Regions from separate parts of the Mus musculus genome. Here all the other regions are linked to region 1. Evidence: chromatin contacts called from public promoter capture Hi-C data. All regions are on one chromosome and are shown on one strand. The core of a region is the stretch at or near the end of the contact, and the rest is flanking DNA. Distances in the headings are between cores, read along the strand shown. Region 1 holds the start of Skp2 (S-phase kinase-associated protein 2). Region 2 holds the start of Rpl37 (ribosomal protein L37). Region 3 holds the start of Drosha (drosha, ribonuclease type III). Region 4 holds the start of Golph3 (golgi phosphoprotein 3).

Evidence for each region. Promoter capture Hi-C pulls out the DNA fragments that hold promoters and counts their contacts.
Region 2: a contact with region 1 is called in a promoter capture Hi-C map of pre-B cells, with 2.2 times the contacts expected there. The contact joins the promoter of Rpl37 here to the promoter of Skp2 in region 1. A contact is called at or near these places in 3 of 39 promoter capture datasets (the 3T3-L1 cell line, hippocampal neurons and pre-B cells) and 1 of 484 Hi-C or Micro-C datasets (CD4 T cells).
Region 3: a contact with region 1 is called in a promoter capture Hi-C map of liver, with 2.6 times the contacts expected there. The contact joins the promoter of Drosha here to the promoter of Skp2 in region 1. A contact is called at or near these places in 2 of 39 promoter capture datasets (liver and pre-B cells) and 1 of 484 Hi-C or Micro-C datasets (CD4 T cells).
Region 4: a promoter capture Hi-C map of pre-B cells shows a contact between it and region 1. The contact joins the promoter of Golph3 here to the promoter of Skp2 in region 1. A contact is called at or near these places in 2 of 39 promoter capture datasets (liver and pre-B cells).

What each region holds. Positions count from the first base shown.
Region 1 is chr15:9,137,027-9,143,218 of GRCm38.p6, reverse strand. It overlaps Skp2 (S-phase kinase-associated protein 2), which reads left to right and starts at 2,765. Exons shown (of 10, transcript NM_013787.3): 1 at 2,765-3,035; 2 at 3,516-3,787. The coding sequence starts at 3,028. It overlaps Lmbrd2 (LMBR1 domain containing 2), which reads right to left and starts at 2,649. Exons shown (of 18, transcript NM_177178.3): 1 at 2,479-2,649.
Region 2 is chr15:5,112,901-5,119,092 of GRCm38.p6, reverse strand. It overlaps Rpl37 (ribosomal protein L37), which reads right to left and starts at 2,480. Exons shown (of 4, transcript NM_026069.3): 1 at 2,409-2,480; 2 at 1,671-1,806; 3 at 1,390-1,474; 4 at 1-526. The coding sequence starts at 2,411. The coding sequence ends at 457. Snord72 (small nucleolar RNA, C/D box 72) reads right to left here and starts at 672; the gene lies at 613-672. It also overlaps a transcript of Card6 not described here.
Region 3 is chr15:12,821,364-12,827,555 of GRCm38.p6, reverse strand. Drosha (drosha, ribonuclease type III) reads right to left here and starts at 2,741. Exons shown (of 35, transcript NM_026799.3): 1 at 2,618-2,741; 2 at 1,389-1,491; 3 at 264-329. The coding sequence starts at 280. It overlaps 6030458C11Rik (RIKEN cDNA 6030458C11 gene), which reads left to right and starts at 2,899. Exons shown (of 9, transcript NM_029998.3): 1 at 2,899-3,089; 2 at 3,850-3,995; 3 at 6,003-6,152. The coding sequence starts at 3,009.
Region 4 is chr15:12,319,149-12,325,340 of GRCm38.p6, reverse strand. Golph3 (golgi phosphoprotein 3) reads right to left here and starts at 3,845. Exons shown (of 4, transcript NM_025673.2): 1 at 3,385-3,845. The coding sequence starts at 3,609. It overlaps Gm52210 (a long non-coding RNA gene), which reads left to right and starts at 4,763. Exons shown (of 2, transcript XR_003951630.1): 1 at 4,763-5,440; 2 at 5,608-6,192.

The DNA.
Region 1 (6,192 bases), core at 1,516-4,015:
TAAATTACAGTAGTTTTTCTTTTCTAATTTTTATGAAAGAACTACAAAGTAAGCTAGAAGAAATAAGAATATTTTTGTTATTGATCTAATCTGCCAATACAGATCATTAAATCAAAGAAAATGAAGATAACAATCAAACTGAGGAAGAAAAGGAGATAGTTATGGAATTTGACAGGCAACTGGAAACATGCTTGCTAAAACTGTCTCTTGCATTTTGTTCCTCTAACCTAAATAACAGAAGGAGCAAAAGGAATCTCTTAGTCTCTCTATGTCACAATGGTGCCTTTAGGCTTCATTGTATTTCTCTGGTTGTATTTGATTTTCAAAAATGGGACCAACAGTTGTACACATATAGCATATATGTCAGTTGTGATGGACACACATACAGCATATATGTCAGTTGTGATGGACACACATACAGCATATATGTCAGTTGTGATGGGCACACATACAGCATATATGTCAGTTGTGATGGACCCACATACAGCATATATGTCAGTTGTGATGGACACACATACAGCATATATGTCAGTTGTGATGGGCAGTCCTTTCTAGACTCTCCGGGGCCCTACAGACAGTGACTGCCTGTAACTACGACATGGTTTTAGCTGTGTAAATGGCACTGCTATTGCCTTTCTCCATTTATGTCAGTGTTCTAGCTGAGGCTTCCAGAGAACATTAGACATTATTCAACCTAATGATACTTTCAGTTATCGAAAATGATTTTGTTATCCTGGACTCACATTCATTCTAATGCTAAAACTATGTTTTAAAAGACTTATTAAAATAAAATACAATGTGTTAAGTAAGATTAAATAAGATTAATCAGGAAATAAAATATTTTACATTAGCAGCAATCACAATGTAGTGTTTAAGAGATCAGTCTCTTAAAGTCTCTATGGTGAGTTTCTATGTAGCTAATAACCTCACATCTTCAATGGACACAATTCCTCTATCAAAAAGAATCGTAACGGGCAGTGGTGGCACACACCTTTAATCCCAGCACTTGGGAGGCAGAGGCAGGTGGATTTCTGAGTTCGAGGCCAGCTTGGTCTACAGAGTGAGTTCCAGGTCAGCCAGGGCTACACAGAGAAACCCTGTCTCGAAAAACCAAAGGAAAAAAAAAATAAAAAGAATCGTGTGTGTATCAATACAAACCTTTTCAGTATATTATGGAAATAGCTGTGATTAAAGAAATGCAAAAGAACACCGGTTTCATTATCAAGGCAAATCAGGAGGCTCCTAATTTCAAAGTTGATAGGCTTTCCTTTCCTAGAGAGAACCTTGTGCCCACTAATTTAAATATCCTAAGGTCTCTGCTAACTCTTAGCTGAATTCAGGGCTGTTTTATATTTACTAGAATTTACTCTTGAACGAGTTACATCCTAACAGAAAGGACAAAGTTCAAGAGAAGGCAAATGAGTTTTTCAAAGTAACAAAAGATAACTTTATACACTATTTCAGAAGGTCTCACTTTAGATACTTTCCATAACAAAACTGTGACTACATACTTATTCTCCTAGTCTTTCTTTTCAAGTAAAACCAATTTGCAAAAAGGTCTTTTTTTTTTACACCAATCTCACTCACAGGAACTAAAAGTTCATGAATCTCTTCCTCTCAAGAAGTAACTGATGCAAAGATTATGCTAGAAACAAAGACAAAACTGAGCATGAAGGATTTAATTCCACTATAAAACGAATCTTGCTCTCTCCACAAAGAAACACAAGTGTATGCAATCTAACATACTAAACCAATATTCTAATGTTTTTGATGAAGGTGGCCTGCTTTTTTCTCAACTCTATAAATCTTCATTTTTACTGGACTAGAAATGCATCCCCCTACCCTCTCCCCTGTTGCACAGTTTGCACACCTGAATTTTGCATGGTCATTCTAATCTAATCGCCCCCGACCTCTTCAGAGGCTAAATTAGCATAGTTTCTAGGCAGAGAGATTCTAGGACAGGCTGTGGATTGAGTCAGAGGCACCTAAACAGCTTTCAGGGTGGTCTCTCCTTGCAAGCGGAGCCTCCCTTTTTCCCTTTGGTATTTGGGAGACTCATCAAGGATCCAAGAGGATGCACGCGGGAACCACTGCTGGCTCCTGCCGCCTTAAAAATAAACCATCGCTCCTCTTGGAGCTGCGCTTTAGCTCGAAAAAGGCTTCCCCTCGCACGCTGATTTGATCTTCAGTGCCAGCCCATGAGGTGTGCCGCGTCCTCGAGCCTAGTTTACAAGTGAGGAAAGGATCGCGTCCACAGACCCAGTCCTAAGGGCCGCCCACTGCCAGGTGGAGGAAGGCGAATGGCAGGAGTGCCACCCGCAGCCTCTCACCTGGCGGGCCATCGAGACCCCGGAGATGGGCCTGGCGGCGGCGGCCACTCACCATCTGGAACTCCCCCCAAGTCTATGTCCGCCAGGGACTGGGCCGGGACCCCAGACCCTGACGCACCTCACGCGTCCCCGCCCCCCTCACGCTCACCGTCGGACCTCGCCAGACAGCGTCTGGAAGGGACTCAGAAGCTTCGCGTCCGCCGCAGCCTGCCGGGGTCACGGATCCTTCAGTCCCGGGCGACCGTGGCGGTGATCACCCGAAGGCCCGTGAGCTCCGGGAAAAGGAAAACCTGCTCCCAGTCAATCGGCTGACATTTCCCAGCCAGCCGGAGCTCCACCCACTTCCGCCTGCCTGTCCTCCTCCTCCTCCTCCTCCTCCTTCAATCCCGCCCGGCGCCGCAGGGAGTTGTGGGTATCTGGAGGGTTGGTCCGAAATCAGAGTGGAAGAACCCAGGCAGGACTACGAGCTAGGCTCGGAACTACAATTCCCAGCAGGCAACGGGGCGTCAGAAGGCGGCTGCTGGAGAGCGGGATGCAGAACTCCGCGCGCGCGGTGGTGATGGAACGTTGCTAGTTCGCGGGTCCAACTGCTGGGGCCCCGGGGATCACTCTAAGCCGAGCGCTAAAACAGGAGTCTGGAAGGCAGGCAGCGCTTCAATTAATTCAAGCATTCAAAACTCCTGAATCAGTGGACACCATGCATAGGTAAACCGATTGCAAAAAAACCGGACAAAACATGAATGAACCGTTTGAATTCTTTTAGGCCGCGAATGTTGCTTCTTGTTCAAATAATCTGGTTATGTGAATGTTTGCTTAGAGAAAAAGGATGGATGAATGCTTTAGTGCGAATATCAATGTGGAGTTTAATTTGGCTTCCTAATTAAGTTTTCCTTCCTCTACTTTGAGTCATGGTATCAGTGCCGTCCCTCTTTTTCCCTCCACGGGAAGAAATTATTGAGGCCTTCTGCGTGACCATAAATCCCAAAGCCTTTCAAAGTATATATGTTCCCGATTTTTCTCTTTCATTCTTGTATTTCTCTCGCTTGTAGGCACGTTTAAAAAATGCAGTACTGTCACTTGCTGGGACTTTTCTCCACTCCATTCTTTACTCTTCTTTCATGCCTACCTTGGAATTATTTAGGGGTGTATTTTCAAAAGGAATAGAGAATGTCTGCCCTTCTGCAGGAAGCACCTTCAGGAGATTCCGGACCAGAGTGGCAACGTCACCACCAGCTTCACGTGGGGATGGGATTCCAGCAAGACTTCTGAACTGCTATCAGGCATGGGTGTCTCGGCCTTGGAGAAGGAGGAGGTGGACAGTGAGAACATCCCACATGGACTGCTCTCAAACCTCGGCCACCCCCAGAGCCCTCCAAGGAAACGAGTCAAGGGCAAAGGGAGTGACAAAGACTTTGTGATCATCCGTCGGCCGAAGCTTAGTCGGGAGAACTTTCCAGGTAATGCACAACACTAAGATCCAAACTGTATTGTAATGGGTTGAACTATTTTGTTTTAACTAAATTCGATTGAATTATTTCCTTGGGGAATCTTTTTGGATCGGTGCCTAAAATTGCCTAGTTTTGGTGCCTAAAATTGCCTAGTTTGGAAGTGTGGCAGTGAAATGGATTCCAGTCATTAAGTCTTCAGGAATCTTGGTTGGTCTTTATCTTGTGGTCAACAATTGACTTGAAGCTTTTTTCCTGCCCTTTTCCTTAGAAAGGAATCTTCCTGCTCAAAGTCCAGCTCAGTACACTGACATATGGGAACAGAAGCAGGGATCTTAGAGGGTCCCCTTTTGTCTCTATATACTTCTTTGTATCTGAGCAAGCTTTGTATGGTAATGACTTAGATTATTGGTAGGCACATTAGGAAGGTAAATGTTACTAAGTAGAAGAGACTTAGATTGCTCCGCTTGCAAGCAGGCCCTTGGGGGTGTGGTGTTTCCCTTACTGTGACATTGCATCTACAGTCATAGAACCCTGAAATGTGGTCTCATCCCCACTGCCCCCACTACCCAGCTAGTCACTGTGTCTTTCACTCTTGTGTGGCAGCTGTTTCAAGCTTTCATCATCTCTTCCTGGATTATTGTAATAGATTTATATTGTCAGCTTTCTTCTCAGCTCTGTCTCCAGGAGGCAGGGTGGATTGATGAGATCAGAATTTACCTGAAATTCTTCTCTCACTAGTGACTCCCACTCCTTGATTCCCCAAACATTTTTAAATAAAGCGCCTCCAGGGCAGATCCAGACTCAAGGACTGGCAGCCTTAGAGTAAATATAGTGTGTTGACCTGAGGCTTGTCAAGGTTTCCCCACCCCCACCCCCTAGTCATTTAAAAAAGTGATTCAGGGTCGGGCAGTGGTAGCACACGCCTTTAATCCCAGGATTTAGGAGGCAGAGGCAGGCGGATTTCTGAGGCCAGCCTGGTCTACAGAGTGAGTTCCAGGACAGCCAGGGCTACACAGAGAAACCCTGTCTCAAAAGAGTGATTCAGGAAGTGTTTTTGAGAGCACACTGTCCTCCACAGTATAGTGGCTCCAGATAATAGCAGTGAACAAAACAGACAAATCCTAGAACTTCCATTCTAGTGAGGAAATGCTGGAAGTCCAATGGATATGGTACTTTCTGTAACATGTTAGGCCAACGTGGCTAAAAACAAAGAGGGGGTCAAACTGAGGCAGAATGGAGGAAGTCTTGGAATCTGAAGATAGATTGCAAACTGGTTATTGGCTGACATCCTTATTTGGGCTGTGACCTTTAAGCAAAGACAAGGGGAGAATGCAGGAATACGCGTGAAAATGTCCCTTGGCATAGGGAACCTAAAGTAAAGGGAAGCCACATAAGATGCTGGAGAACAGGAAAGCAGAGTGAGAGTGGACAGAGTAGGGAGAGGTGCGGCCTCAGGTGGGGCTGATCTTTCCTCATTGGAACACTCACTCCTCTCCCCTCGTTCAGTGTCGTCCATTGAGACAGGGTTTCTTTGTTTGTAGTGTAACTCACTGGCCTCCAACTCAGACAGGCTGGCCTCCAGCTCAGAGATCTGCCTGCCTCAAGTGCTGGGATTAAAAGAGTGGACCATTGGCGCCCCGGCTCGGTGACCCCTCCAAAGGGACACATTGGTTAGCTGAGGCTGAACTGTATCGGGTAGAGGATAGGCAGCAGACCCCTAGAGATTTATGTAGAGCAGTGAGAGAATGATAAGCCGTGGTCAGGATGAAAGCAGTGGAAGAGGTGACCAAAGTCTAAACTAAAATTGGGTGAGGAATGGAAAAAGACGTTGAAGAAAGCATCAGAGTGAAGCCTTGCAAAGCCAGCGTAAAGAAATGGATTCTTCCGTCCTTCCTTCGGGCGCTGTCTGCAGACAGGGTGGTGAGCAGATCCGTGGCTTGCTTGAAAATCCCTGTTTTGTAGTCCCCTGTGGTGTCTCATGCCTTTGAACCCAGTACACCAGTGGCCAAAGCTGGCAGATCTCTGTGAATTGGAAGCTCTTTGGCCTATACAGTGACTTCCAGGACAACCAGGGCTACGCAATGAGACTCTTGTCTCAAAAAAAAAAAATTCTGTTTGGGCTTCTCAATACTTTTTTGGAAAGGGAGTCATCTTCAGGTTATAGCATGTGAGTCCACATTAATGCCAGGTATGGTGGCACGTCTCTCTGGTCCCAGTTTAAGAGGCTGTAGTCAGAAGATGGGGATTTCTAGAAAGCATGAGCCTCGCAGTAAGACTGTCTCAAAGTGAAAACATAACTGAATATATAATAATATATGAGATTAACTAGAGGGGTATGGAAGTAAGTTCAGACAAATCTACATTTAAACCTTGATGCTGCCATTGGGAGCTACCTTGGGAAGTGACTTGAACTT
Region 2 (6,192 bases), core at 1,231-3,730, 4.0 Mb after region 1:
TAGATCCACCTGTCACCAAGTGCTGGGAATAAAGGCTTATCTTGCTTGGCTTTATTCAAGTAAATGTTAAAAATCAGAAACTACAGGATAAGTAAGAGCTCAAATCATTTAAGTCCCTTACAGACTGTAAGCGTCTTAAGACACTGTAGGCATGGTAGTGATATAACCACACCAGTAACTGTCCTCATCTCTAGCAAGCCTGCTCGTTCAGCTCATCACTCACCCACTTCCATGCCCAGGGCCAAGCAAACACGATGGGGACCGAGACAGGCTCAGAGTATCTTTCCCGAGAGTCCACCCAGCCCCTCCCAGCTTCGGACCCACAGGAACTATGAAGGAAGAAGCGTAGGATCCCAGAGCAATCATATAACCGAACTCTGAACCGATGTTAAAGTACCTTAGATCACCACAGAATTTTTGAAAGCAGAACATTTATTTTATGACTGATTGAAATCCTTAAGAAGAACTGGATGCTGCGACAGCTGCCCTCTTGGGTTTCGGCGTTGTTCCCTCACGGAATCCATGTCTGTGCCATGTTAAAGATAAGAAAAAAAGTTAAAGCAGCAATATCAAACATTGCCTCCAAATTGATCAAGCAGACCGTAATGAGCTTATCTCAGTTAAATGCTGAAATCATTATAGCAGTCATATGTTCAGACATTTATTTTTTAGGACATCATTGATAAGCTATTAGTTTACCCTAATCAAGACACCCACATTACATTAAAGTTAACTGTCTCAACAATTTTGGGCTCATTTTCCCTATTTCCACAAGAACTAAAGTATTTATGAAGCTATTCCTTAAGCTATAAAGGACAGGTCCTGGCACCTTTCCTTTAGTAACAGGAAACACTGACCAAGCTTAACAGGATCTTGAAGCTGCTCAACTCAGAAGTCTAAATGTTAAGTAGCACTCATTTCTACTCAATACTACATAGGAAGATGAGTGATTCTAAGCACATAAAGGTTAATCAGGCTCAAAACATGCCACTAGCCTATCAAACACTAGCAAGCCACTACACATCAAGTTCACAAAACTGGACTGAGTTTAAAACAGAGACAAACACAAAAGCACCTGTCAAAGCACAGACCCCACAGGAAAGTCTAAGAGGGGGGCTGGGGATTCTGTACTTTTAAGGAACATCAAGGCCTAGCCTCCAGTAAAAAGATACCCATCTATGTTATGACTGGCACCCAGAACAGCTTAGCAGACTTGAGCAAAGTCTGGAGGCAGATCCAAGTAAGCTGCCCCCCAGATCCCACTCATAGTCTTGACAAATGTGGGCGTCTCAGGCCCACACCAAACCCCAGTATCATTCCTACCCTTCAGTAAGAGTGCAAAGTTTCATCCTACCCTGGAGGACCAATGACATTTAGCCAAAACTGTACCTGAATCTGCGGTAGACAATCTTTAGGTGCCTCATCCGACCAGTCCCGGTAGTGTTTCGTCTCTTAGCCTTGGCACTCCAGTTATCTAATAAAAAAAATAGGATTCCAAATGGTTTTCCCAAGCACCCAGTGTCAGCCCATTTTCTCAGTAGTGTCATTACTATGTTTTAACCACTCAGCCAACAAACCAACCTCCAAAGTTGTTGCGTGCCAAATGTGTTTTCTATTACATCGCTACCTCAGGTCAAGGTAAAAGCCCGCCTGCGGATTACAGTACTTACACTTCCTCTTGCGCTTGGCAGGGTAGCCACACTTGCCACAAGTCGACTTCTGAAGGTGGTAGGCCTTGGAGCCACAGCGGCGGCACAGCGTGTGCGTCTTGTTGCGACGCTTACCAAAGGATGACGTTCCCTTCGTCTGCACATTAAAAGAAAAAGCAGGAAAAAAAACCCCACATATAAGCAACTCTGAAATCTGACTTCTCAATGTACTCTGGCATTTTCTTAGCAATGAGTATGGATGAGACGTAAACAAGATCCACACGGGACAAAACGGTGTAAAGATTTAAATCTTAGCACACAGGTAGGGTAGGTAGGAAGCACTACCGGCTATCCACACGACCATTATAATGCCTTACTCTGCGCGGACCTAAGCCTCCTTGGCTTTAGGCGTTAAGGACAACATTCTGCCCGTCTCTCAGTCGCGGTACTGCCCACCAAGCAGCCGGTTTCTCGGCGGCTGGGGACAGATGTCCCCAAGCCTGTCCTGATCACCCACCCGGGGCTGCAGTGCGTACGTCTCCTCCAAAGCCCAGAGAGACCCACAGCGGCGCTAGGACCGTGGGCCGGGCTCTGCACACAGCAGCCATCCTTCCAGTTCCTGCGGACCACAGCACGCCGTCTCCTCGCCCATCAGCTCCCCTCACTCGCAACCTTGTCACCGACGCGCCGGGCAACAGGCAGGACAGCCCGAGGAAGAAGGATGGAGAGAGATTTACAGAGCCCAGAAACCACACTCACCATCTTGCTTCTACCGGCGAGGCCAAAGAGACCGGAAGAGAAAGCACCCCCGCCACTTCCTGTGGATAAGCTTCCGCCCAGGAAACTACTTCCGGCGGGTCTTGGTGCAGCCCTATCAGGCCTCGGGTGCGGAGGTGTAGTCTCCCGGGCGAGAGAGCCAGGGAGCCGATTGGGCTGCAACACCGGTAGGGGGCGTGCCTGGCGCTGTGGCTCCGCCCTCCCCAGCGGCCCGCCTCCTGGTTGGAGAGGGTTTCTGGCGGTGTCGGGGCTGCTGCGGTGTTGGCAGTCCGTCTGGTTTCCGGTCCCGGGGCTCGAGGGGAGTCAGACACCCAGTGCGTGGCGGCGCCCCTGGCGGTTGTGCAGTGCTGGGACTGGGATCCCGATCCGGGAAAGCCAGCCTTCCCAGGTTCGTTTTGATGTGGCCGCTCGCTTGCCTGTATGGAGAGTTGGTGAGAGGATGGAGTCACGAAGTGTCTCGGCGAGGGTAGGAGCTTAGTTAGCTTCTGACTCGGGCCGACTCGATTTCACGCGGTGGTCATTCAGAGGCCAGTTGTTTGATCGCACTCAAGGAATCACACGCGGAACTTGTTAAATAACAGCTTCCAGCCAGCGCGCCGCCACCAGGAAATCTGACCCTTTTAGACTTGAGTACAGTTTGCAAGTCTGTACTGTATAAAACACTTTCCTAGATCATTTTGAAATAAGTAACCCTAGACATCCTTGATTAGCGCTAATGCAACTGTCTGTCCGCAATCCCAGTAGGAAACATGGAGAATATAGTACGAACATTGATGAATTGGGGAAAAGTCTCAGTCATACCATCTACATACTTTCTAAAACAAATGTGAGAATCGCTAGTCTATCACATTCAAAAATCTTAAGATAGTGGACAGCAGAACAAAGCAAACACCAAGGAAGCTTTTTGTTTTGTTTTGTTTTTTGTTAGCAAATCGTACCAATTTCTTCTAGGGGAGGGGAGTAGAAAGAAAAATGTATAATCCTTTCCACTCAGAAGTAGTAAACTGAAATCAGAGGAGGGAGGAGATAGGGCACACGGGAGAGAAAGCAAACAAGCATTCAAATGGTTGAACTGGACTATAAATAAGTCTTAGGAGACTGGGTGGCAAATTGCTATAAATTTAGTAGCATGAAGCAACACAGATTTAGTCAACGGGTGTAAACTTTCAGTTATGGGAAATAAATTCTAGGGTCCTCTTGCATTACTGTACCTACAGATAACAAAATTGTATCGCACACTTAAAATTGTATGGCCTCTGCCTCCCAAGTGCTGGGATTAAAGGCGAGCGCCACCACTGCCGGCCTCATTCACAGTTCTGCTGGGAAGCACAAGTGAGGCTTGGTTTGACTAAAATTGAAATGTAGTGCTGAGGTGTAGCTCTGCTCAGTCGCTGTTTAATTGCTGTCTTTCACCTTGCAGGCCAGTAATAACCTACCTTACGTTGTAGTACAGTTTTCTGTGTTCTTCTACTTTTAAGACCGCTTGTTACTACATTCACCCCACCTAGATAATTTCTCCATCTCAAGGTTAACTAACCTGAAACCTTAGTGCTCTCTGCCACCTCAGGATTTATCACGTCACTGGATGCTCTCGCTTGGAGTACTAAACAGCTCTTTTGGGATGGGGTCATGGAGTTGTGTCTACAGCATTGACTATGAAAAATGACATTAGTGAAGAAAGGGTAGGCTGGGCGTTAAACCACCAAGGAGCCCACCCTCAGAGGCAGGATGTCACTGACCTTATCCAAAGACGTGCCTACAGCTGAAGTTATCAGACAGTGAAATCATTTTTTCTCTCTAAAGTGAGTTTGTTCTTTGTGGTGTGCAGGAAATCCGCACATCGGTTTTTGTCCTGAAATTTATGCTCCAGAGCCTTGTAGGAAGCCCTTCAAGTTTCCAGGCTTCTACCCAACTGCTAGGTTTAGGTAGGTCCGCAGCGGCGGCGGGAGCGTGTCCACAGCGGCGGGACATTATTTTTTCTTTTCTGTTCTTTACATTTTTAAGACAGGGTTTGTGTTGCCCAGGCTGATCTCAAACTCTTGAGGCCAAGTGATCCTCCTGCCTCAGCCTCCCAGGTGCTGGCAGGTAGTGTTAAGGTACGGCACCGAGTTTGGCAGCTTCTGAAACTGAGTGGGCCATTTTTGTTTTGTTCCTTGGCTGGCCTGGAACTAGCTATGAAGACTGGGCTAGTGGAGAGCTCACAGAGGTCCTTCTGCCTCGGCTTCTGGAGCCATGGGATAAAGGAGAGTGCCACCACACCCAATGTCAGATAAAGGATTTTTTTTTTTTAAGATTTATTATGTATTATGAGTACACTGTAGCTGTCTTCAGACACAGCAGAAGAGGGCATCAAGTCCCATTATAGATGGTTGTGAGCCACCATGTGCTTGCTGGGAATTGAACTCAGGACCTCTGGAAACAGCCACTGCTCTTAACCACTGAGCCATCTCTCCAGCCCCAGGTGAAGACTCTTTAGCCCAGTACACTCTCTATAATTTTTCTTTTTTGGCAGCTATAGAGACCAGGTTAATTGTATATCCTATTCTTCCCTCCCTTCTCTCCCTTCTCCTCCCCTTCCCTCCCCCTCCCTCCCTTCCTCTTTTCTCCCCCTTCCCCTTCTCTCTCTTCCCTCCCTCCTCTCCCCTCCCTCCCCCTCCTCCCCTTATCTCCCTCCCCCTCCTCCTTTCCTGTTTTTCTCCTCCAGATTTCTCTTGTATTCTCCCCAACTCCCTACCCATCCAAGTTTATGTTCTTTTTCTCTCTTTTAAAACAAACATAAAAAGAAACAAAACCCTTATCAACCCCCAACTCCTGCCACAAAACCACAAAAATGAAAATCAAAACAAACAAATAAAAGCGTGGTGGCGCACGCCTTTAATCCCAGCAGAGGCAGTCGGATTTCTGAGTTCAAGGCCAGCCTGGTCTACAAAGTGAGTTCTAGGACAGCCAGGGCTATACAGAGAAACCCTGTCTTGAAAAACAAAAACAAAGAAAAGATCAAAAGTCCCCTTGGGCCCGAAGACTGCCCTGAAGTGGTGTTGATATACCCAGTGAGAGTCTACTGGAGAAAACTGATTATTCCCTTTGCCAGCAATGTCCACTTCCCTCTCCCAGTGCCAGGATTCCTTCTGGCTTGAACCTGTGCAAGGCTTGTAGGTGCTGCCCCAGCCTCTGTGAGTTCACACATGCACCTGTCCTACTGTATCTGAAAGACACTGTTTCCTCGGAGTCATCTGTCACTTTTAGTACTTGCAATCTTTTCATCTCCCCTTCCAATGAGGTCCCTGAGCCTTGATAGGAGGGAGGGTTATGATGAAGACATCCCACTTAGGATGGTGTGCTCAAAAATCTCTCATTCTCTTCATACTGTCCAGCTGTGGGTGTGTTAGTTCCCAACTACAGCAAGAAGTTTCTCTGATGAGGGTTAAGCCAAGCACTCAACTATGGGTATAGTAATATGTCATTAGGGACCATTATATTCCTGTGACCTTTTAGCAGAATAAAAGCAATGGATTTTCCCCCTAAGCCGGTGACCTGTCTAGTCTCAGGTTCTTGGCCACCCAAGCAGTGTCAGATATGGTACCATCTCACAGAGTGGGCCTTAAATCCCATCAGAAAGTTGGTTCCTCCCATATTTATGCCACCATTGTACCAGTATATCTCTGCAGCAAGTTACTGTGGTAGTTCACAGGCTGTGTGGCTGAGTGGTGGTGATGACTGCTCTCACCTCTGCCCTGTGCAAAGCGCATCCAGTGCCACGGATGCT
Region 3 (6,192 bases), core at 1,492-3,991, 3.7 Mb before region 1:
AGTCTACCTTCAACACTGACGTGCCATCAAGAACTGCAAGCTCATGGGGGTTGGGGGAGGGGGCTCTAGGATGTTTCTTTGACTCTTCTGGTCTGGTTCCTAGCTGTACTCACAAATCTCTGAACAAGTTATGACCACAGATAACAGAATGAACTCAGTCCCTGCCCTTCCCCTGTATCTGAACCTTTCCCACCCTCTCTGGCGCACTACCTTCCCTCTCTTCTCTAGGCTCTCGAAACTGCCATTCCTAGAATACCACTTACCACGTATTGCCTTGCATCTCGATGCGTCCTGTAGAAAGGCTACATCTTCCGCTCACGATGTAGGTTCTACAAGACAGAAAAGGTTTAAACACATTTCTAAAACTGCCAGTGCTAAAAATGAGAGGAGGGGGCGTTTTTGTTTACAAAATTTATAAAACTACCTTATCAGTAATTTTAGCCTATTCACAAAATCAGGATTTGTATTCACAAAATACTGAGCTATTGTCCATTTTCCAAGCAAACTGCCTGCTGTCCTTATTAGCTGGACAGTTGTGCTAGCCCAAAACTATCCATTGCTAAGATGACCAAAAGCAGCCACCTCCAGTCTCTGGTTTAGTAAAAGACTTAAGGAAAGACGTCCTCCATCCTCCACAGACAAATTTCCCTTCACTGTAGAGCTAGGATCAAACCAACACACACACACACACAGAAAAATCCCAGTGAAACCTGAATTCAATTTCAAATACAGCCACAACCTGACTAACCAACAGTGACCATTCTTCATTCTTTACTTTGTTCTCAGTTCTTCCCACAGAACATTGTAAACACAAATGAACTTCCACAAAGTGCTTTCTCTCTCTCTCTCTCTCTCTCTCTCTCTCTCACACACACACACACACACACACACACACACACATTGGGCTATCCCAACACTGCAGAGGCAGAAACAAGCAGGCAGCCTGGTCTACAGAACTAAAATTCCAGGACAGCCAAGGCCCAATAAAAAACAGCTACCAAATAATAAGATAAATGGTTGCTCCTCAATCCAATACTCTCATGATTAAACTTGGGACTCAAAGAGCTACTGCTGGTACCACAGGCTACTCACAGTATTGAGTACAAACACCACGCTTGGCATTGGAGGCCCTACAGAACCTGAACCCAACTTTCCCAGGCTTATCACCTGATTTCTTTCTCCAAAGCCCCTCTTAGCCCATACTTTCCAGGTCAGTTAGCATAGCAAGCACTAACAGGAAACGTCTTTGCTTCTGCTCTCCCTTACTTGGCCAGTGAATTCCTACCGATCCACTAACCTCTTGTGAAGAACTGACTTCCCTTGGGAACGCAAGCTCACTCCTAGATTGCTACTGCTTAGTGTAGACTCACTTCTTTTACGGAGCTTACCAGAATCTGCCGTCTGTGACAGTCGTGTGTGCCCATGTTGAACTCCTCCGGCATGTCCGTGAATCAAGGGTTCATTCAGTCATTCCTGCAGGATTCACAGTCTCTGCACACAGTAAACCGCAGGCAAGTTTGACTCTCCCTCATTGTGCATGCCTCTAAGTCACTACAATTCCCTTCCACCGCTCCCCACAAATACGCGTTTTCAAAACCACCTGGGAGGTATACATTCACCGATTCCATCACTTACTGAGCCAGCACACGTGAGACGCTTTCCCAAGCTCTGTAGGCTCAAAGATTATAAGGCACACAAGCCTGCAGAGTTCAAGGATCGCAAAACCCATATACAAATGTTTATATAATAACAACAGTAATACGATGTCCCGAACACTATAAAAAGAAAAACGCGATGTGATAAATACAATAAAGTAAGGATGTAGAGAGTCCTGGAGAATAAAAAGGACTCTACTGAAGCTAGAGGTGGACAACAGTCAGGGAATTAACACCTCTCCACAGTGAGAAAACGGCACACTCCGTTAGAGAAGCTAGACAAAGGCCCTGGCAGTGGTGGCGCACGCCTTTAAACCCAGAACTTGGGAGGCAGAGGCAGGCGGATTTCTGAGTTCGAGGCCAGCCTGGTCTACACGGTGAGTTCTAGGACAGCCAGGGCTACACAGAGAAACCCTGTTTCAACACACACTCCCCTCCAAAAATAAAAGCTAGATACTGTACCACTGTACTATGGATGCGAAGTTCAAATCAATGAATTTAATGCAAGTGGGAAATACCTATTCTTGGGATGCCCTTTGAAAGCAGGGAAACCGAGGGCGCGATTCTGAACAGTTTACTCGTCCAGGACCGACGACACACAAGACTTGCAAGGTGTGCCTTTAAGTCACTGAAAACCCCGCACTTTCCCCAGGTTCAACCTGCAGCCCGGCCTCCTGCTGGATGAAGAGCACGTTGGCTGGTTTGCATCTCCCGCCAGCCTGCGAGGTTAAGTACGGGACTCCGGGACTCGCCTCCCCCCGCAAGCCGGGCGGCCCCGCGCCTGGACCACGGCTCGCGCTTCGCAAATAGATGAAAGGCTTCCTATCTACGGGATCTGTACCGGGTCGCTCTTTTCCCCCTGGCCGCAGAGCTGCCCCGAAGCCACCCAGACCCAACTCCCAGGATCGTTTAGGTCGATACTCGTTCTCTGAAAACCCATCAGGCGCCCCCCGTCTACCTACAGAGAGTCCCGGGGTCGCCGCCATCAAAGCCCAGCCTGGTTACTATAACACCCTCCACGGCTGAGGCGCCACCCACGCCTCCGGAACAGGAAGCCCCGGGAATTAAAAGGCAAACCGGAGAAATCCGGACCTGGGGAGGGAAAACTCTCCGGAGCGCGTCGCAGCACCTTTTGCACCGTGATTGGCGGATCAGCGAGAGTGACGGACGTATAGACCAATCGACATTGTCTACAGGTCTCACACTCGCCCTTCCACCGTGTCGTCCTCCAATCCGGAAGCGCAACCGGGTGAGCGCGCGTTTCCGCCGCGATCGTGCCTTGGGGGCGCGCGGCTTCGGGCAGCCGGGCTCCTCTCCCGCGTGTCCCGCGGCCTCCCTGAGACGCGCGGAGACATGAGTGACACCGGAGGCGACCGCGCGCGACTCAGGCGCTACACCAAGCTCCCGGTGTGGGTGGTGGAGGATCACCAGGAGGTGAGCGGGCGACACAAGCCACGGAGCCCTGGCAGGAGGGATTCGAACCCTAGCAGCCTGCAGAGGCTTGACCAGCACCTAACGCTGGCTGCAGCCTGTCCCCCACCACCACCAACGTCATCATCCCACGGTTTAACGAGAGGGTTAGCCAGGACCTGAGGGACCATAATCGTAGCTCGTGTCATATGAAGAGGAAAGCCTTCAGCGCTTATTAATGTACAACATGGCAGTGCAGTCGTAAAGTGGGTAGACTTCTGGAAGACGACCTAGCAAGTCTGGATTTGTTTATAGGACCCCTGGAGGGTCTCTGGATATAAAACAAAAGGGATCAAGAGTGAAGCTCTGCGATACACCCCTTCCCCCAGGAAAAGTGGGTTATTTACTGATGGAGAAAGTTAAAGGAGGAAAGAAAGAAGATCTCTGAGACAAACCCAACTTTGGGTTACTCTGTGCTTTTTAATTTGTTGGTAAACTTGGATGTATAGCATGTAGGAGGAAAAAGTCATCTAGTCCCACTTCACCATCCTAAAGGGACAGAAAATGCCCTAAAACTTAGAGTACCTGGAACACAGTTTAATGCTAGAGTGAGTGGTTGGAGATTATCATCAGAAACCATCTATGGTAAAGCTTTTTTTTTTTTTTTTTTTTTTTTTTTAATGTTCCCATGTTTGACCACTTGATGCACTTCAGGTTGGTGCAGTTTCTTGTTTTGTCTGCACTTGACAGTGTGCAGTTCTCACTGTGTGTGTCTGTATTACAGGTTCTGCCTTTCATATACCGGGCCATAGGTTCGAAGCATCTTCCTGACAGTAATATAAGTTTCTTACATTTGGACTCCCACCCAGACCTCCTTATCCCTGTGAACATGCCAGCAGACACTGTGTTTGATAAGGAAGCACTCTTTGGGTAATGTGACTTTTTTTTTAGTCATATTTTATGTATTTGAAATACAACATATAGCAGATGATAAACAAGAGATTTTGCTACACTCACATTTGCATTTTTTGTTTGTTTGCTTGCCTTTTAAATTTTTATTTAGAACATTTTTTTTTCTACCCACTAAAAGAGCCAAATAGGGATCAGGTGCGATGGCTGATCCCTGTGATCCCAGCCCTTGGAACGCTGAGGCAGGAGAATTACAGTTTGAGGAGAGCCAGGGCTACATTGAAGCCTATTTATGGTTAAGTGTTGTCAAGATGCTTGGCAGAGTCTAGAATTATCTGAGAAGTCGGTTGCAGGGCTTGCCTGTGGAGGATTATCTTGATTGGATTAATAGAGACCACTCCCTTGTGACCACCACTTGTGAGTTTTTGGGTCCATTCTTTTTCAAACCCCCACACATTCCTACCCTTGATAACTAATATCTTAGTGTACTGGTGGGTTTTGTGTGTCAACTTGACACAGGCTAGAGTTATCACAGAGAAAGGAGCTTCAGTTGAGGAAATGCCTCCATGAGATCCAGCTGTAAGGCATTTTCTCAATTAGTGATCAAGGGGGAAAGGCCCCTTGTGGGTGGTGCCATCTCTGGACTGGTAGTCTTGGTTCGATAAGAGAGCAGGCTGAGCAAGCCAGGGGAAGCAAGCCAGTAAAGAACATCCCTCCATGGCCTCTGCATCAGCTGCTGCTTCCTGAACCTGCGTGAGTTCCAGTCCTGTCTTCCTTTGGTGAAGGTGAAGAGCAATGTGGAGGTGTAAGCTGAATAAACCCTTTCCTCCCCGACTTGTTTTTTTGGCCATTTTATTTTGTGGAGGAACACAAACCCTGACTAAGACACTCTCCCACTGAGGCCCAACAAAGCTGCCCTGTTGGGAAACAGATTCCACCGCCAGGCTACAGTCCCACCCCCACCCCACCTCCCAGTTGTTGGGGATCAACCTGTTATAGCCAAGGCCAACCTTGAACTCCTGCTCCTCCTCCCAGTGCAGGGACTGTATGCACGTGCCACCGTGCTCAAGTGTCTGCATTCTTTTATACTTCCAAAAATCAAGCCTTGGAAATAATGAGTTGTGTTGTTTGTGTTTACTTTCCTTAAATTAAAAATGAAATTTGTAAATGTTCATTGTAAAATATTAAATTATTATGTCTACATAAACAAGTTTTCTTACTTTAAAAAAGTACATTTATAAAGCTATTGCGTGGCATTATTTAAATTTTTTAAGATTTCTTTAATTTTTGCCCTTGTAAATGACACCTGGACTCTCATCCATTTCATTCAGTCCATTGTTTATGTCATTTTGATTGAAAAAGTTATGATGAAAATTCATGCTCTTACGGAAGGGATTAGAAAACAAGATAGTAGTGTCAGTACTAACTCAGATAAGTAATGTCCTCCACCAAAACTCCACAAGCTTCTAAAGCTTGACTAGGATACAGAATCCACCAGTTCACCGCTCTGCTGTCTAAATAACCAGTTAATTGGTCTTTCAAAGAAAAAGTGATACTTATTTCGCAACTCTGTTATTGATGATTCAAGTGCTAATTTTAGAGGGGCTGGGGCTTTTTCTTGAAGCAACTGTTGTACTTCACAGTCTATAGCAGTTTTGGTGTGGTCCTCTTTTTGCTTCACATAATATTTTAAAATATCTACTTAGGAGCAAGAATTAATAAAACTGAGAACATTTTTCAGTCAAACTACCTTTGGACAAGAGTGATAGTTAGTTATAAAACATGCAGTGACTACTAAAAGACCTCCCGAGGCCTGGCTCTTAGGCTACCGACCCACCAGGATGCTTGTGTGCAGTCAGTACAAATGCTCATGCAGCAAACAGAAATCATGTTTCCATGGAAACAGCGTTACCCTAATAGTCCCGGGAACCTCCCAAGGGACCACACTTAAAACTTACTGTCTTAAAATGTTTGCGGAAAAACACTCATTAATATTTTAATGTTTCTTGTTTCTTGTTTTTTTTTCAGAGAACTGAGTATCGAAAATTGGATTATGCCTGCAGTTTACGCTGGCCATTTTTCTCAAGTAATCTGGCTCCACCCCACGTGGGCCCAGCAAATCAGGGAGGGCAAGCACTGCTTCTTAGTAGGCAAAGACATTTCTACCACAACCATCAGGTAATTTCCTCATTTTCAATGAGTATGGAAGGATTTGAAT
Region 4 (6,192 bases), core at 2,596-5,095, 3.2 Mb before region 1:
GTGGTACAATATGTGTGAGACCCTTCAGTTTAGTCTTCTTAAAAAAATATTTTAATATAACTTTTTGGTTATTTATGGTCATTCTCAAGTATCCTGAAACTACTCAAGGCTTCAATGGAAAAAAACACAAATAAATAATGAAGAGAAAATATTTACTATTTGTCCTGCTCTGCCCCCAACCATCCACAGAAATCTTGCCAATTACTTAATTGGAATTCATGAGTGAACCTATCTGACATTCTAGCAGTGGCCTCTAAATATCACTCACTGACACTTCACCCAGATTAAGTACCCAGAACCTATGAATGAGCCTAGGCTTGGGCTTTTTTGTTTTTCGGTTGCTGTTGTTGTGTGTGTGTGTGTGTGTGTGTGTGTGTGTGTGTGTTTTGTTTGTTTGTTTGTTTGTTACGATTTACTTATGTATACAAATAAATACACTCCAGATACACCAGAAGAGGACATCGGATCCCATTACAGACGGTTGTGAGCCACCATGTGGTTGCTAGGAATTGAACCCTCTGGAAGAGCAGTCAGTGCTCTGAACTCCTGAGCCATCTCTCCAGCCCTTGGATGTTTTAAGAAAAGAAAAAACCTGAAAAGCTACCTCGAACCTAAAAAAATAAATAAAATAAAACAAAACTATAGTCAGGACTGAATGAGGACATGACTGTTCCTAGGTTTGAAGTAGGAAGGTTTAGTGTAGAGGGGATAAACAGGCATCTGGAAAGGTCCACTCTGAACCTGGCATGTGAGGGGGATAGGAGGCTGGAGAGAAGAAACAAGAGCCAAGAGGCTGGAGTAAGCCAGGAGACAAAGAGAGCAAGAGGCCAAGAGACCACATAGCCAAAAGGCAGGGTTATAGAGAGCAGAGCAGCTGAGGGAAGGGAGTGAAGCTCAGGGGCTGCAGAGGTTGAGGGTAGGAGGGCTGGATGAAAGTGCTAAGAAGAGTCAGGACTCTTAACAGGTATAGGCGATGCTGAGACAGGTAGCCAGTGTCTGCTCTGATAGGCACCTTGGCTAGCAGCTATACTTCCTGAGTTTGAGACCTAACAAAGACTTTAAACAAAACTCCATGTAAATAATCTGAAGCCAATGGCTTCTCATGTAGCCCAGGCTGGCCTCTGACTTTCTATGTAGGTGAAGGTGACCCTGAACTTCTGATAGGCTTGCCTCCCAAGTGGAAGTATAGGCATGATGGGCTTCCAAGCCCAGTCTGTGCAGAGGAAGGAATCAAATTCAGAACTTCATCCAAAGCACTCTATCAACCGAGCTGTATATTCCCAATCCCTAGAACCTAAGTTAATAACAAATTGAACAAAGCTTAAGTGGCTACGGAAACAGAGCCAGGAAACCAAGACTTTGTCTTTTAAAAAAAAAAAAAAAAAAAAAAGACAAGGGGACCATCCCCCAAATAGACTGGGTGATAGGTTTATAGGACTAGTCACTACTGTGTACACACTTGATGAAAGAAAAAATATGTACCTACATTTTTTTAAAAACAAGTGCCCACCCCCACATGCTACAAATTAGTGCCTGGCTGAACCTTGGCCATGACTTATGAAGTATACTTATACAAAACAACCACAACAGATGGTCTCAGTTACCTGCCATCAAAGAACTTCCATTGTTTAAAAAACAAAACAAAACAAAACTAGTTGAATGTTGTAGTAGCATTAAATTCAAAAAATTCTTCAGATTATCTTCACGGGAACCAATCACAGAAAAATAACTGGTAACAGCTTTATATTAAAAATTCAGAGTAAGGCTTCTAAAGTAAAAGGTATTTTTCCACCATTGTTTCTCAATGTGACAATACCAAAAATAATTTTTTTTGTTCCGTTGTAGCTTTACCGAGTTCTAGCATACAGAACCAAAATGCTGACCCAGGAATGTAACCTTCATTTTGTTTTTCTTGTACTTCCTAGAAATGTCTCATAATCTGTTTTGTTCCAAAGTAGGGAAGGAGGGAAGGAAAGATAAATGTGTATTACAAGAAGCCTGCTTTCAAAATCTAATTACTTCCTAAGTGAATGCTCTCTAAAATCGCATTGCCACACACTAACATCTAGCTTTTCACTCCACAACTAAAAATGAAACACACACCACCGCATTCCTCATAATAACTGTAATTAAACAGGTACTGTGCCCCTTTCACAGCCTGAGGGCCATTAAGTGTCTTCAAGCTGAATGGTATTAAGGCATCAAGAAGCACTTCCCTGGGTAGTATCTAATATCCGGGAACCACAAACAGTCCCTGGAAAAACTCAGCTCTCTACCGCTGCTAAGTCTGAGGAACTAAAAAACTGTTTTATAGGATGAACTGAGTTTTGTTCTGGTTTGTTTCTTGTCCTCCTTCCTGAATTCTGAAAACGTATTTAAAAACAAGATCCAATACCTTTCTGTCTGACTCTCAAAATGTGTTGTCTAGAGTTTCCACACTGAAACGAAACAAACTTCCGGGCCACCTCATCATACATGATTTATGAAACATCCAATCCTGCAAGTCTGCCCTTAAAAATAATCATCTTTAGAGATGGATGGGTATTAATAAAATCAATCAAACATTAACTACAGAATCCAGACATTTAAAAGACGGACACTTGCACTTTTTCAACTTATATGTGTGAAATTCCTAAATATCTGGGGTGACCTTTCCAAACGTCAGAACACAACTTAAGCCTACCTAAATCTTTGCAGTCTTTCATCAAAGCGCAAACTTGGTATTCCTCCCAGCTCTTCACAAGCCCTCCCTTAAAATGGCAAAACGGAAAGGACGACAGCAGATCTAACCGCAAAACTAACTCATCGCTCGCTCAAACCAAGTTCATCCAAAAAGTAACTTCCTAGGTTTTATATCAACTTAGTATTGACTTTTTAAAACAATACCCAGTAAAAACAACTTTGCTAATTTCTTAACCGCGCGCCGCAACTCAAGTTTTACATAAGAAAGAGGGCCGACAGCAAGTAGATCCGCGAACCTCTCCCGGGTCTTAAAACCTGCAAAAACTCAATACTTGGGAGCCGCGGTAGCCCCGAGTCTTTAGATCTCAACAGTCTTGGGTTGGAGTTGCCATTATTTGCGGCAGACGGCGAAGAAGAAGAAACGCAAAGATCGCCAAGACTTCGGAACTAAGAGTGCTTGTGAGCAGAGGACGGGAAAACCCAAGCGAGCACTTGGTACCGGGAGGATCGGGAGCACTCGGAGCGCAGCCGGAGAGGGCTGACTCCCACACTCCTTGGGACGAGAGGGCGCTCAGGGGCGCGGGGCTCCGGAAGCAGGGACAGGTGAGGCCTCGGCCAGCGCCCACCCGGGCCCCACCTGGAGCCACCCGGGTCCCGCTGCCACCCCGGCTGCCACCCCGGCCGGGGCCGCGGCGCCCGCACCTCTCGGTCCTTGAGGCCCAGCAGGAGCACCTCCTCCATCAGGGTCAGCCGCGTTTCCTTGGAGTCGCCCTTGTCGTCGTCGTCCTGCTCGTCGCGGCGGCTCTGCGCCTCGTCCTCGCCGCTGCCGCCGCCGCCTCCCGCCGCCCGCTCCTTGTCGGCAGCGTTCCGGGAGGCCTCGGTGCGCCGCTGCACCAGGCCCGAGCTCCGCTGGGTCAGCGAGGTCATGGCTCCCGCACAAGAGCCGCGCCGGACCGACAGGGACGCGGGACCGGCCGGCTCTCCCTCACGGCCCCGGCCCCGGGAGCTTCCGTGTTAATTCTTGGAGCTGGGGCGATGTCCGTGGGCTGCGGGGCCGAAGGCGGTCATGAGGAGCCGGAGCTGGGCGAAGCCGGCGGGCCGGGCGTCGATGGGGTACACAAGGGAGCCTTCAGCCCGCGGCTGTGGCCCCCCACACAGCCCAGGAGCCCGAGCGGAGGCGGCGGCGGCGGTGGCGCTTCCCAATATGGCGGCGCGCGCTGACGTCACCGGAGGATGTGGCAGCGCCGGCGCGGGGCGGGGCCGGGGTGCCGGAAGCGGCGCGAGCGGGGGGCGTGGCTAGCCGCCTCCCACTTCGGCGGACACTTGAGCTTCTGGACTCGCTAGTGGCCCTGAGTCTGGAGACGAAAGGTTTGCGATCGGTGACCTGCCCGGCTTTCATCCGCCTCTCAGTTCACTCTAAAGGTCCGGCCTGGCGCCAGCGACCAGTGAGATCTCTCCTGGATCCCAGAAGCCGAGGCCAGGCTAGGGCGGACCCCACTGAGACCTCAGCATCCCTGGGGATCAGCCACTATAGCCCGGGTCCTCACTACCTACGGGGAGGACTTGGCTCTTCGCCTGTGAAACTCCCGAGTTTCAAAAGGAGTCATCTACACTCGGGCGTTTAAAGCTGTTCATGTACTGTGCTCTGGCGTAGAGAGGTTAAACAAATTGACGAATTGTGTTTGTAAAACTTTCCTACCTCCGACTGCGGCTGTAAAGTGGTCAGGGCGCACTGTACTGTTAGGACAGCCGACCTTAGGATTCTTTTATAGCGACAGTAAACCTCTTGAGTTTCATGCCACGTCTTTGTAGCCCTAAATCTATTTTCGATGTAATTACTAGGTTCAATCCCTTTGGCAGTTTGTGCAAATCAAGTTAAAGGAAAAACTGCCAAACCTGAGAAGGGTTTGGAGAAGTAGAAGGGCGGGTCTTATGAGAAAACATTATCCAAAAACGGTATCGTAGGTCTGTCCAGTATTATTTAAAATAAACAGTAACCATACGCAGTGAGTAAGCCAGGTTTAGACAGAATATTCCCCGCGCCCAAATACGTTGTCTCAACTCCTACGGGGACAGTAAGTCCCAGTAGGTCCTCCCACCCACAGCCCCAAGCTACCTTCCCTTTTTCCTGAAAAAAAAAAAAAAAAAAAAATGTGTCCTCAGCCAGTTTCTCCCATTCACGTCACCTTTTTGTTCCTTCACCTTTCTGGTCATTCTTTGCCAACTGACTTTAAATGTCCTTTGTAAATTAAATGGTTATTTAACTCAGAAGGTTAAATCCAAAAAGCACAAAGCTGTGCGTACAGGCTCTGCCTGTTCGGCTAGTTGCTCCTGTCCCTGCGGAGATTTTTTTTTTTTTTTAAATGGGGTAAGATGTGAAGCTTCGTTGGGGAGGTAGTCAGTGGGCACAGTACTTGAGGACAAATTAGAAACTGGCATCTGGGAGGCAGAGGCAGATTCCTGGAGGCTTCCTTGCCAGTGAGCCTCGCCACATGGGCAAGCAAATGGGTAAGTGCCTAGGTCCCAATAAGAAGCCTTGCCTCAGAAACAGTGTGAGGGCCCAGCGAATGGCTCAGTGGGTCAACAGCTTGCTGAGCTAGCGTGAGGACCAAAGTTCAAATCCCAGCACTCATGAGCACCAAGTACATTCCTGTAATAGCAGCCTTAGGAAGCTAAGAAAGACAGATCCTGGAAGCCTGTGAAACAGTTAAAGAGGATGCCTGAGGTCAACGTCTGGCCTCTACAAGTTCATGAACAGGTAAGAACAGCAGACATAAAACACACACTAGATAGATAGATAGATAGATAGATAGATAGATAGATAGATAGATAGATAGATAGATGAGATAGGAGCAGTACCTAAGGAATGATCACAATTTGTTATTTGCTTTGGTTTTGAGGGCTTTTTGTTTGTTTGTTTTTTAGTTTTGGAAACAGGGTTTATCCTGCCTCTGCCACAAGCTGGGACTAAAGGCGAGCACCAGCAGCACCCAGCTGCAGTTGTTTTAAATGTGAATCCTCATCACCTTCACCTTGAATGTGGCTTAAACTTCCAGCGGTAGACATCTTGATTCCCACCCCCACCCCCCACTCCACCCCCATCCATATCTGGTTCTATCTATTCACTTGCCGGTACGTGATTTTTCCAATTCAAATTTTATAATAATTTTGCTTCTTTTTATTTTCCTGTTTTCCTGTTATTTCTCCATTAATTTTTCCATGTAGATAATACACCTCTCTTTCTCTCCCCCGCCCCCCACCCTTTTCTCTGCCCTCGTGCCATCTGTCTGCATGTCTACATACCCACTTGCCTGCCTCTTCTGCTTTCCCAGGCTCTCACTCCACTCTCTTCCCTGAATATCTTTCACACCAGGTCTGTGTGGTGGAATTTCTCAGGGGCACCCTTTTACATGGGTCTGCCAAAGGCACCCTCCTCACCAATTAGATTTCCTAACATACCCAGTAAGAGAAAAGAAAGGAAAAGGAGAGGAAAGGAAAAAGAAAAGCAGG